Linked DNA regions of Sus scrofa: region 2 is linked to region 1. The links are chromatin contacts, called in public Hi-C maps. All regions are on one chromosome and are shown on one strand. Each heading gives the region's core, a stretch centred on a gene start, on an enhancer-like site or on the middle of the called end of the contact. The rest is flanking DNA. Distances are from core to core; before and after follow the strand shown.

Evidence for each region. A called contact is a pair of places that touch in the nucleus more often than the background predicts.
Region 2: a Hi-C map of skeletal muscle shows a contact between it and region 1, with 4 times the contacts expected there. The contact joins the promoter of DCAF4 here to the promoter of DPF3 in region 1. A contact is called at or near these places in 3 of 47 Hi-C or Micro-C datasets (heart right ventricle, liver and skeletal muscle).

What each region holds. Positions count from the first base shown.
Region 1 is chr7:96,251,273-96,256,084 of Sscrofa11.1, reverse strand. It overlaps DPF3 (zinc finger protein DPF3), which reads left to right and starts at 1,731. Exons shown (of 11, transcript XM_021099467.1): 1 at 1,731-1,826. The coding sequence starts at 1,795. It overlaps LOC110261630 (a long non-coding RNA gene), which reads right to left and starts at 3,247. Exons shown (of 2, transcript XR_002346007.1): 1 at 3,162-3,247; 2 at 1,980-2,549.
Region 2 is chr7:96,287,121-96,291,418 of Sscrofa11.1, reverse strand. DCAF4 (DDB1- and CUL4-associated factor 4) reads right to left here and starts at 2,659. Exons shown (of 14, transcript XM_001928868.4): 1 at 2,508-2,659.

The sequences.
Region 1 (4,812 bases), core at 482-2,981:
AAGCTGCATATAATAAAACATGCTGTTGTCTTCCAGTCTGAATTGCTATGCTTTTAATATCTCAAGAGGCTGTTGGGAGTTCTGACTGATACTTCAAGCTTACACCTCTTGGGTCAGAAAACAGTGTTCGGTTTTTAATGTTGACAAGGCCCATCCCAGGCAAAGTACTAGCTTTTCAACCAATCCCTTGACATTAATAAGGGATTTTTTTCAAACTTTAATTTTAGAAAAGAGGATAACTTTTTCAAACTTCAGGATGTGGTGCAAAGAAGTTACAGAACAATCTATAGAACTTGACTCTGCTATTAACTAGGCAAAAATGGGGGTTAAAAATTTCAAGTCTTACCAACACATGATTCAGTCCTGTTTATCTGTGACTCTGATAGTATATGCAGTTGCACTCTGAAAGTTCTGGAACTTAAAAACTTGTTATTTTATTCATTGCTTGGATGGAGTGCTGAGCAAGGAAGTGAGAGGGCACAGCTTTGAAGAACTGGCAATTTGGCATCTCCTCTCCCCCCTTTTCACCCCTCCCCCACTATCTTAGCTATTTGACCTCATTAAACAACTTTGGATAGTAGCCAGATTTCTGTATGCTAACGAGGCCCCTATTCATGATTTAGTGCGATTTCATCCACCCTGAGCTGCCTGGCTCCTCAGTGGAAGCCTGGCTTCACAGAAGTCTCTCAGTTTTGTCAGGGCTTCGCCAGTGAGGAGTTCGCACGGACTTGAAGCAGACACATTCTCTGAACGCCTCAGGTCACATCTGATTATTCATTAGCAAATTCTTTTCACCTTTTTATCTAATCAATGAAAGGTGACGCCGGAATCGCGTATGCTACTCCCCGAAAGGGACTCTGGCAACACCCATCTAGGTTCCACAACTTTGTCTCGTTACTCTTTCCGAAGAGCAGAAAGCGTTTGCAAAAGTTCTCTTAAACCACCCCTCCCCTAAGCCTAAAGGTCAGAGCGCCAGGCCCCAGTTGGCTCTCCAGCTCTCTGACCATTTAATTTCCGAAGTTTCTGGTTTGTGCGAGGACAGAGGAGGTGGCAGTGGGCAATTGCCTGAGTGACCACCGCGTATTAAGTAAGGAAAGCCTGGCTGCTGGAGGGAACGAGCCTGACATTGAGACATTCCAGGGGGAGGGGAGTTGCTGTCCTGGAGTCGCCAGGAACGGCGGCACCAGTTCCAAGAAATCAGAGGAAGGTGGCCGAGATAAAGACAACACTTCAGGAATGAGAATATTAAAAAGCCGCAGGACCCAGAGCATTAGTAAGCGGCAGGACACGTGTAGTAATTAGACGAAACGGCACCCTTCCAATTTTTGCACTGGAACGAGGGGAATTGTCCTTTGGGGGATTAAAAACGTAACAGTAAAGCCAAAAGCTAATGAATAGGGTTCAACGGTTTGCTTGCAATACTTAAATATTTTCTGTCCAGGACTTAAATATTTCTGTCCAGGAGCGCAACTCTCTGCAGTTGTTTAGAAAGTAAGGATTCAAACCAAACTAGAATACTCTCGTGCGTCTCCACTTTCCCTCATCCGAAAAGGAGCTCTACGCGCGGTACTGCCCCTTTAAGACCTGCTTGCTCTCGGGCTCTACAAAAGGGAGTGACCTCTGGGCTTTGACAGCTCCCCTAATAACTACCACCGTGCAGGCCCCGCCCACCTGGCGACCAGCCGCGCCGATTGGCCAGCGGGCCGGTATCCCGTGCTCTGATTGGCTCGCCGCTTCCCCTGAGCGAACCTTTAGAACTCTGAGACAGACAATATTCTGTTACATTGTAGCAAAATGGCGACTGTCATTCACAACCCCCTGAAAGCGTAAGTAAGACTAAAAAATGTACATTTTCCTCGTGGTTTCAATATGAAAAAAAAGGCGCCTTCTGCGTGCCGAGCGCTGCCAATGCACTGCGCTTGCAGGCGCCTACAGCCGCGGTGGGGCTTCTCTCTTTTCTTTCAGCTCTTACTTCTTCATTTTTTTTTTTTTTTTAACCCGGGCGCGCAGAAATGTCAGGAGAGGCAATTAAGAAGAGGAAAATTGGTACATTTGTGTTCTTCTAAATTGGCGGACTGAGGGAGAGGGGTTACTGGCAGGGGAGCCAGGCGCTCGAGTGCTCTACAGCGAGGGGATCCTGGGCAGCTCAGGGACAGCACGGTCCCCAGAGTGCCCAGCTTCTCCGGGCGGTGAGCGCGGCGCGGGGGGCGGCTCAGCTGGGGGCGAGAGCCAGGCTGGGGCCGCCTGGGTGCACTTGGCTGAGCCCGGTGCTTCTGGAGCCCGCAGCCCCCGCCCCGATGCTAGGTCGGCGGGGGTGAGCGGACCGCTGCAGCTCCGGAGTTTTCAGGGCGCTCTCCGCCTTCTGATCGCTTGCGGGGAGTTTGTGCAAACCTTCCGGAGTTGGGAGGACCGCAGGGGGAGCACCGGGTCCCGGGAGCCCTGGGGCCCAGGTGGTTGCCCGGGGCTTTCCTGACGGGGCAGCCCCCAGAGCTTGACTGCGCTTCGGGCGGTCGCCGGTGTGTCTCCGGGTGTTGTTTGTGGGGAACTGCCTGTAATAAATTAACGACTCGGGTTAACTTGGGGTTGATTTGGAGACTGGGAAGCTGCAGGTCTTATGAATGGTGTTCTTGCCTCCTCTGGGTGAATAGTCGAGGCTGGCGAGAGGCAGCCTGGGGCTCCCCGCCCGAGCGGGTAGCGTCTGCTCTCGGCCAGAGCTAGGGGCAGGTGCCTCTGGCCACAGCCGGGAGACTTTGAACGGACGCCCAGATCCGGGACGGAGGGGGGGCGGGCTGGGCGAGGACACGCGGGGGCCAGTCCCCAGGTCCGACAGCCAATTCCTGCCCGCCTTCCTTCCCCCTCCTTTTTATCCTGGCTTCCTTCCTTCCTTCCAATCCGTGGAACTGTTAAGCCGCCAAGTCCGCTAGCGATCGCGGAGCCGGGGGTGGCTTCGGAAAACTAGCGTCGCTCTAAAAGGGGTGCTCTTGGCAGTAATGTTGGCAGAGGGGCACTCCCTCCGGATCGCAGCGCGACGTGGGTGGGGGCTTGCACCCCTGGGATTATGACTTCGCAGCTAGGCTGGAAGCCGCGGGCAAGGGGAGGGGGAGGTGCGGGGGAGGGCATTTCATGGCGAATTCTCTCGCCAGTGCCTGGAGGATGCCCACCTAGGTTCTTTCAACTCAGCGCATCCACGTTCGCACCCGAGGCTCCTCTTGGAGTTGAAAGCCACGTTCGCACTGGGGGAGGGGGGCGGCAGGGGAGTTCTTAACACGAAGGAACTCGCGGGGAGAATGGGACGTGTTTGCACCAGCTTATCTCCTATCGGTAGTAGGAGAAAAGGTTAGGAATGTCCCAGATCTTGGAGTTTTAAATGTATAAATATGTATTAACCCTAAGAGGACATTGGGAGCTGAGGCTGATTAGAGAGCAGCTCTCGGCTTCAGTTCTCGCTTGGAAGCTCTGATACACTACACTTGAACGCTACAGCGTTTCACCCAAGATAGAAAATGTTTTATGGCAGAATAAATGGGCGTAACTTCACCGCATCCTCTCTCCCGGTCCCTCGCGCTGCTACACCGCTGATGCTGTGAGTTTTTACCGAACCCACAGCTGATTTGCAGTTTTCACATTTCCAGCCCAAATCGCGTAGCCGAGCTGATGCCACCTGGTAAACTCAAGTTAGAGGATCTATTTCACATGTGTGCCAGGTTTGTTTCCTTTTGGGAAAGCAGTACCCTAGTTACCCCTGGGCCCGTTTATACGCTGGCGGGGGCAATATCTCTACGCTCTTTAGCTCTTTACTACCGGCTCCGGTTTTTTGTTTTTTGTTTTTGGACAGCAGAAGACTACATGTTTGGGGAGGGTATCTGTATAGGGTGGGGTTAGAAGTGGGGGAAGGGAGAGAGAAGCAGGCTGGTTATTGGAATTAGTTCTGAATTATTACACTTGTACTTTGTATAATTAGAAACAGTTGCAATGCCATGTATTTGTAATTTTGTGTCGTCACACACACCTACATCTTAGCATACCCTTGACATCCAGCCTGCTTTTTCTAGGTGGGAGTTGAGTGGTCATTTATAATTAGCTGCTCCTTTTTGCATCTTGACCCCTTTCCCTGGGGATAAGGAGGTATAAACAATACCCCTACCAGCCCAGCCTTCTGTGCCTTGGACGGCTTTTAAAGTTCTAGCGCAGGGGCACGCACGTTGTTACCGGGAGATCTACATCATCGGCCTTTATTTTTAAAAACACTTTGTTTAATAGATCATCTTGTATATTTCATTTGTTTTTAAAAGTTGCTTATCAGGAAACAATACACACATGAATAAATTATGCATGGGATAAATTAGAACAAAGCGCAGAGACACTTCAGGCCGAAGGGATAGATGGCGGTGCTGGGAGGAGGGGAGCAGGGAGAAAGGTTTGGAGAGCTATGTTTTTATCCTCACGTGTCCCTCCTGACAATGAAACGGGGCTGAACGACATTAGCATTTTCTCTGCGTGCCTTCTGAGTCTCTCTCTCCTTTCCCTTAAAAAAAAAAAAAAAAAAAAAAGCCAACAACAAGGACGCCCCCTATAGAAACTGGTCATACAAAGGTTTCCTCTAGGACTGGGGGATAAAGTGGTGGTAGGTTATGCTCTGGGAAGAAACAAGCCCAGGTTTCATGCAACACTGCTGTAGGGCTCTGCCTCATCTGAGTATGGACTATTTTTCATTATACTAGCTTTTTCCATGCGGGACATTCAATAATTCAATAGCCGGAGTAACTGGATGACACAATTTGAATTTCGTTGCTTTGGGGTCTTCTCTAGGGC
Region 2 (4,298 bases), core at 1,410-3,909, 34 kb before region 1:
GAACGGGAACTCTGAATTTGCTCTTACAATACCTAAATGAGATGAATCATCTGGTGGATACATAGAGCTTCCGAAAACTTTGAATCCTCTCAATATTTTATACATTTTGGTAGGCAGCAGTGTATACCGCTAAAGCTTTTGCTGTAAAACAGCATTTCAGTAGTGATAAATTCTGAAAATAGTCTTTATATTCTTTGCTTTATGCTTTCCAAAATCGCCAATAGTTTCTTCTAGATGAGAGTTGTTTGCATAGCATCCACTGTTAGTTTTCTGTAAATGGGTCCAGCGATCAGTGTGCTGACTCTACCTCAGGCAGAAGCTGCTTAGAGTCTCTATCCTTGCCTCCGCTTTTGAGTCATCCTGCTTCATTTTTCACCGGTTACTTTGGCGCCAAGTCTCTCAACGGTGGCGTGTGGATAATCCTGAAGTTCTGCAAACTCGTGAGCGGCTTTTCAGGCCCTGCTTCAAATCTGGGTTCTCTGTGAGGGCCTCCTGGGGAGCTCATTCACTGGAAGGTTGGCTTTGCTTTGCACCAAAGACTAGGCACAGCTTTCCAAAAGGCTCCGCCTTTGAGCTGCCTACAGTTTCCAGGAGATGCTTCCTACTCCTCCCCCAAGACACCGTTGTGGGCCCAGTGCCTCAAGGCTCGTGAGGTGGGGGTTGCTCTGCGCCAGGCAAGGTGGCAGACAGCTTCCCTCCTGCCTCTGCTCACTGGGGGCCGCTGGGGCCCGAGCCTGCAGAGCGTAGGCGACTCTGGGTCCGCCGGGTGTGCCCAGGACCTGGTGGGGTTGTCCAGGCTCCCACCAGGGCTGGTCTGAAACTCAGAGAGAGGGCGAGGTTCCACTGCCCCACCGGAGCAGCTGGGCCTCACCATCTCTCTAGAACGGAGAACGTGATCGGGGGCCCTAGGTGGGAGCTCAACATCACCTCTTATAGACACGGGTCCCTGCTGGGGCCACAGGGTTTTTTTTTGGGTTGATGAAAATGCTCTGGAATAAGACAGTGGTGCTGGCCGCATGACCTTGGGAATACACATGCCCCCTGCCCCCCCAACACACACAGTAAAGGGGTGATTTTTTTGGGGGGGGCTTTTTGGGGCTGCGCCCACAGCATATGGAGGTCGCAGGCTAGGGGTCGAACTGGAGCTGTCGCCGCCAGCCTACACCACAGCCGCAGCAATGCAGGATCCAATCCGCCTCTAAGACTTACATTACAGCTCACGGCAATGCTGGATCCTCAACCCACTGATGGAGGCCAGGGATCAAACCCGCATCCTCATGGATACCAGTCGGGTTCGCTAACGATGGGCCACGATGGGAACTCCTGGCACATGTGAATTATATCTCAAAAACAAAACCGATTTTTACTACAGCAGTTCTGTAATATTTCTAAGTGAGAAACATCCTAAATATCTAGCAGCAGATGAATTAAGACACTACTGGACTGTAGCGTGGAAAATGCCAACGCCACTGATTTGGAAAACCCAACATAAAACGGCCCCTTACAGGGGGCTTGCTAGGCCCACCCTGAGTTGATACTTCTAAACTCTACCTTACAAGTGAGGATTGGAGGACTAGGCACCGGACCCAGAAAGACATAGTATTTGATGGGAAAGGAATTCCACCCCTGCTGGTCTGGCCTCGGGGCTTCATCACCCACACATACCACCTCAACTACAATTTCCAGCTACTTAAAACTAGAGTTTGGGGCTTTGGAATTTTGATTCCTCCTATTAGTTGTCATCTCCATTTTTTTTCCTTCTTGCTGTCTGATGCACAGGACAAAGGGCTAGGGACGGTCCCATGCCTGTCCAGGGGAAGGGGGTGTCATGTTTTCTGAGGTCAACTGGAGGCTTCCCAGACACCGCGAACGCCAAAATGGAAGGGGAGACTTGATCACCAGCGCGGCTCGGTGCGGAGGTGAAATCGGGAAGCTTGGGTTCATCCGGCGGCTCCACCGCTCATTAGTTCGTGAGTTACCTCGGATAAGTGACAACCTCTCTAGGGCTCTTTAGTCTAAGGTACTTCCACCCACCTCACAGAGCTGGTGTATAGAAAGCTTAGTGCTTGTAAAGCGGTCAGCAGAGCCCAGCACTCAGGCGCCCATGTTCGCTGCTATACTGACCTGCCTGAAAAAGTTCTCAACCTGAACTTTCAGGTAAACCGCCAACAAGCGCCCGCAGCCCAGCCACTGACAGGTTGTTGGGTGGCACGTTGACTTCAGGATTTAGAAAAACGCTCCTTCACGTCAGACTCCAGCGGCGACACTCAGAGTTCCCCTCCCACAAGGCAAGCGAGCTCCACGCGCGCACCAATCCCACCCGGCGGGAGCTCGCCGGCCCAGCCCCCCACCCACGCCACGGTCAGGCCGGCGTTCCACGTGCTCTGCTCCTCCCCGCCCCTTTCTCGGGCCTTCCCCCCACGCCCTATCCCTCCCGAATTCTGTCGCGGGAGCAGCAGCTGGCCCCGGACCAACGCCAACGATCACTCCAGTCAGCTCAGACTTACTTGATCAGAGGGTCCCTTCCGGCTCTCCCTCGGGCCCAGGATCAGCAGAAGTGGGGACTAAGCGTGCAAGGACCCGGAAAGACCGAGGCGTAGCGTCCGCCAGTTAGTTGCGTCGGTTTTCATGTTGTCGCAGCGGATAGGGCCTTGGCGGCCGCCCCTTCCTTCTCATTGGACACGTCTTCTGACTGTCTATGGCAATAGGATGGATCTCAGGGAGGGGGCGGGGATTGAGGCCTCGGCTCCGCCCCAGACCTGGCTGGGAAGCTGAGAATCGGCGGCAGGCGTGACTGGGCTCGGCGCTTTTGGGGCGGGGCCATGCACGTTTGGGGCGGGACCTCGCGCGTTTGGGGCGGGGCCGGGCGTGCTTTGGGGCCGGGTCCGACCCGCGGGCGCGGGAGCCTTGAGTTCAAACCTAGGGCGCTCTGAGGCTGCCTCTTCCGAAGCGGTGGGTACCTCGCCCAGCACCGGGTATTTTCTCTGTCCAAGCCGGTTGATCCAGCTCAGGAAAGTCCTCTTGCCGCTCTGGACCACTGTCTATAAACCTGAGACTTAGGGAGGAGGAAGGATTTTGGAGAGGGCGAAGGAGGCTCTGAGGTGAGTGAGAGAAAAAGGAACAGGTGTTGACGTGTGTGTTCATGACCTCTGGTCGCTGAGGCTGCTGACCCTTGATCTGCGTGGCTTCAAGGTGCAGAGGAGCGTGCCCTGAATTTCAGTCAGGAGATCTTGGTTCTGGGTCTAGTTCTGTTTCCTTCTTGCTGTGACCTAGGGCGAGTCTTTTCCCTTTCTGGGCCTTGATTTCTTCTGTTGAAACAAGGAAAGTCGATCAAACGTTGTGATATTCTCTCTAGCGCAGTTTGTTCATACGACGAATATTTCCAGAAGGGTCTCTGCGTGTGCTCGTTCTCGGAATCGCTGACAGCGGTCAGATCCGAAAGGAAAATGGAAGCCTGTGGTGGGCATTTGACGGGAAGTGACAGTTTTGTGAGGAAAGCTGCGTTCAAATGGGCCAGGCTTGGTTGTCGCCAGGAGCCGGCCTGGCACACCTTGTGCCCTGTTAACCCAGGCCCCTGTGAGTGGCGGGATCCATCAGAAAATAGGTTGTGGGGTTTATCAGTTGTACCCATGTGTGAAAGCATTTCATTCAATAACAAGGAAGGTAGAATGTCGCCTCTCAAGAATTTTATATAAAAAAGGGTGTGGAATGGGAAGAGATGATGAGAAGCCAGGACAGCCAGAATAAAGGACAGTTTCATGAAGCTTGAGCTGCCTGGAAGAGAAAGCAGAGAAATTCTAAGCTAAACAAGCTGACTGGACGCTTGTTGAAGGAATAGTGAGGCGTTCGTTTTGACTGCACCGGAGGGGAGTCTTGGAAGCAAAACAGGCAGAAAAGTTGGGTCAAATGTCAAGGGTAAGGAGCTCGCAGAGGGGAGCCTCTGAAGGTTTGAGAGTTGGGGAGTGATAAGACTAGAGCTTTGCTTTGTGGCAATCACCTGGGCAGCTCTGGAGAAGACTCTGGAAAGATTGGGGAAGTCAGCTGAGCCTTCTTAGAAGCATATTGCAGCCTCAGTCCCTGTGAAAGATAGGGCTGAACCAGAGTGGTGGCAGCTGGAATGGAAAAGAGGGGCCAGACTTTTTTCAGAGCTGGGGACCATCTGGGAGACCTGAGGAACTCTGTGGGAGGAGTCAGTTGGGATTCCTTGCTGAAGAGCTAGAGGAAGTCAGAAGGAGTTGGCTTGGTGGTGCTGAATGAATGAGTGGCAAACCGCCTACCTGCACACTTTCTTGAATATT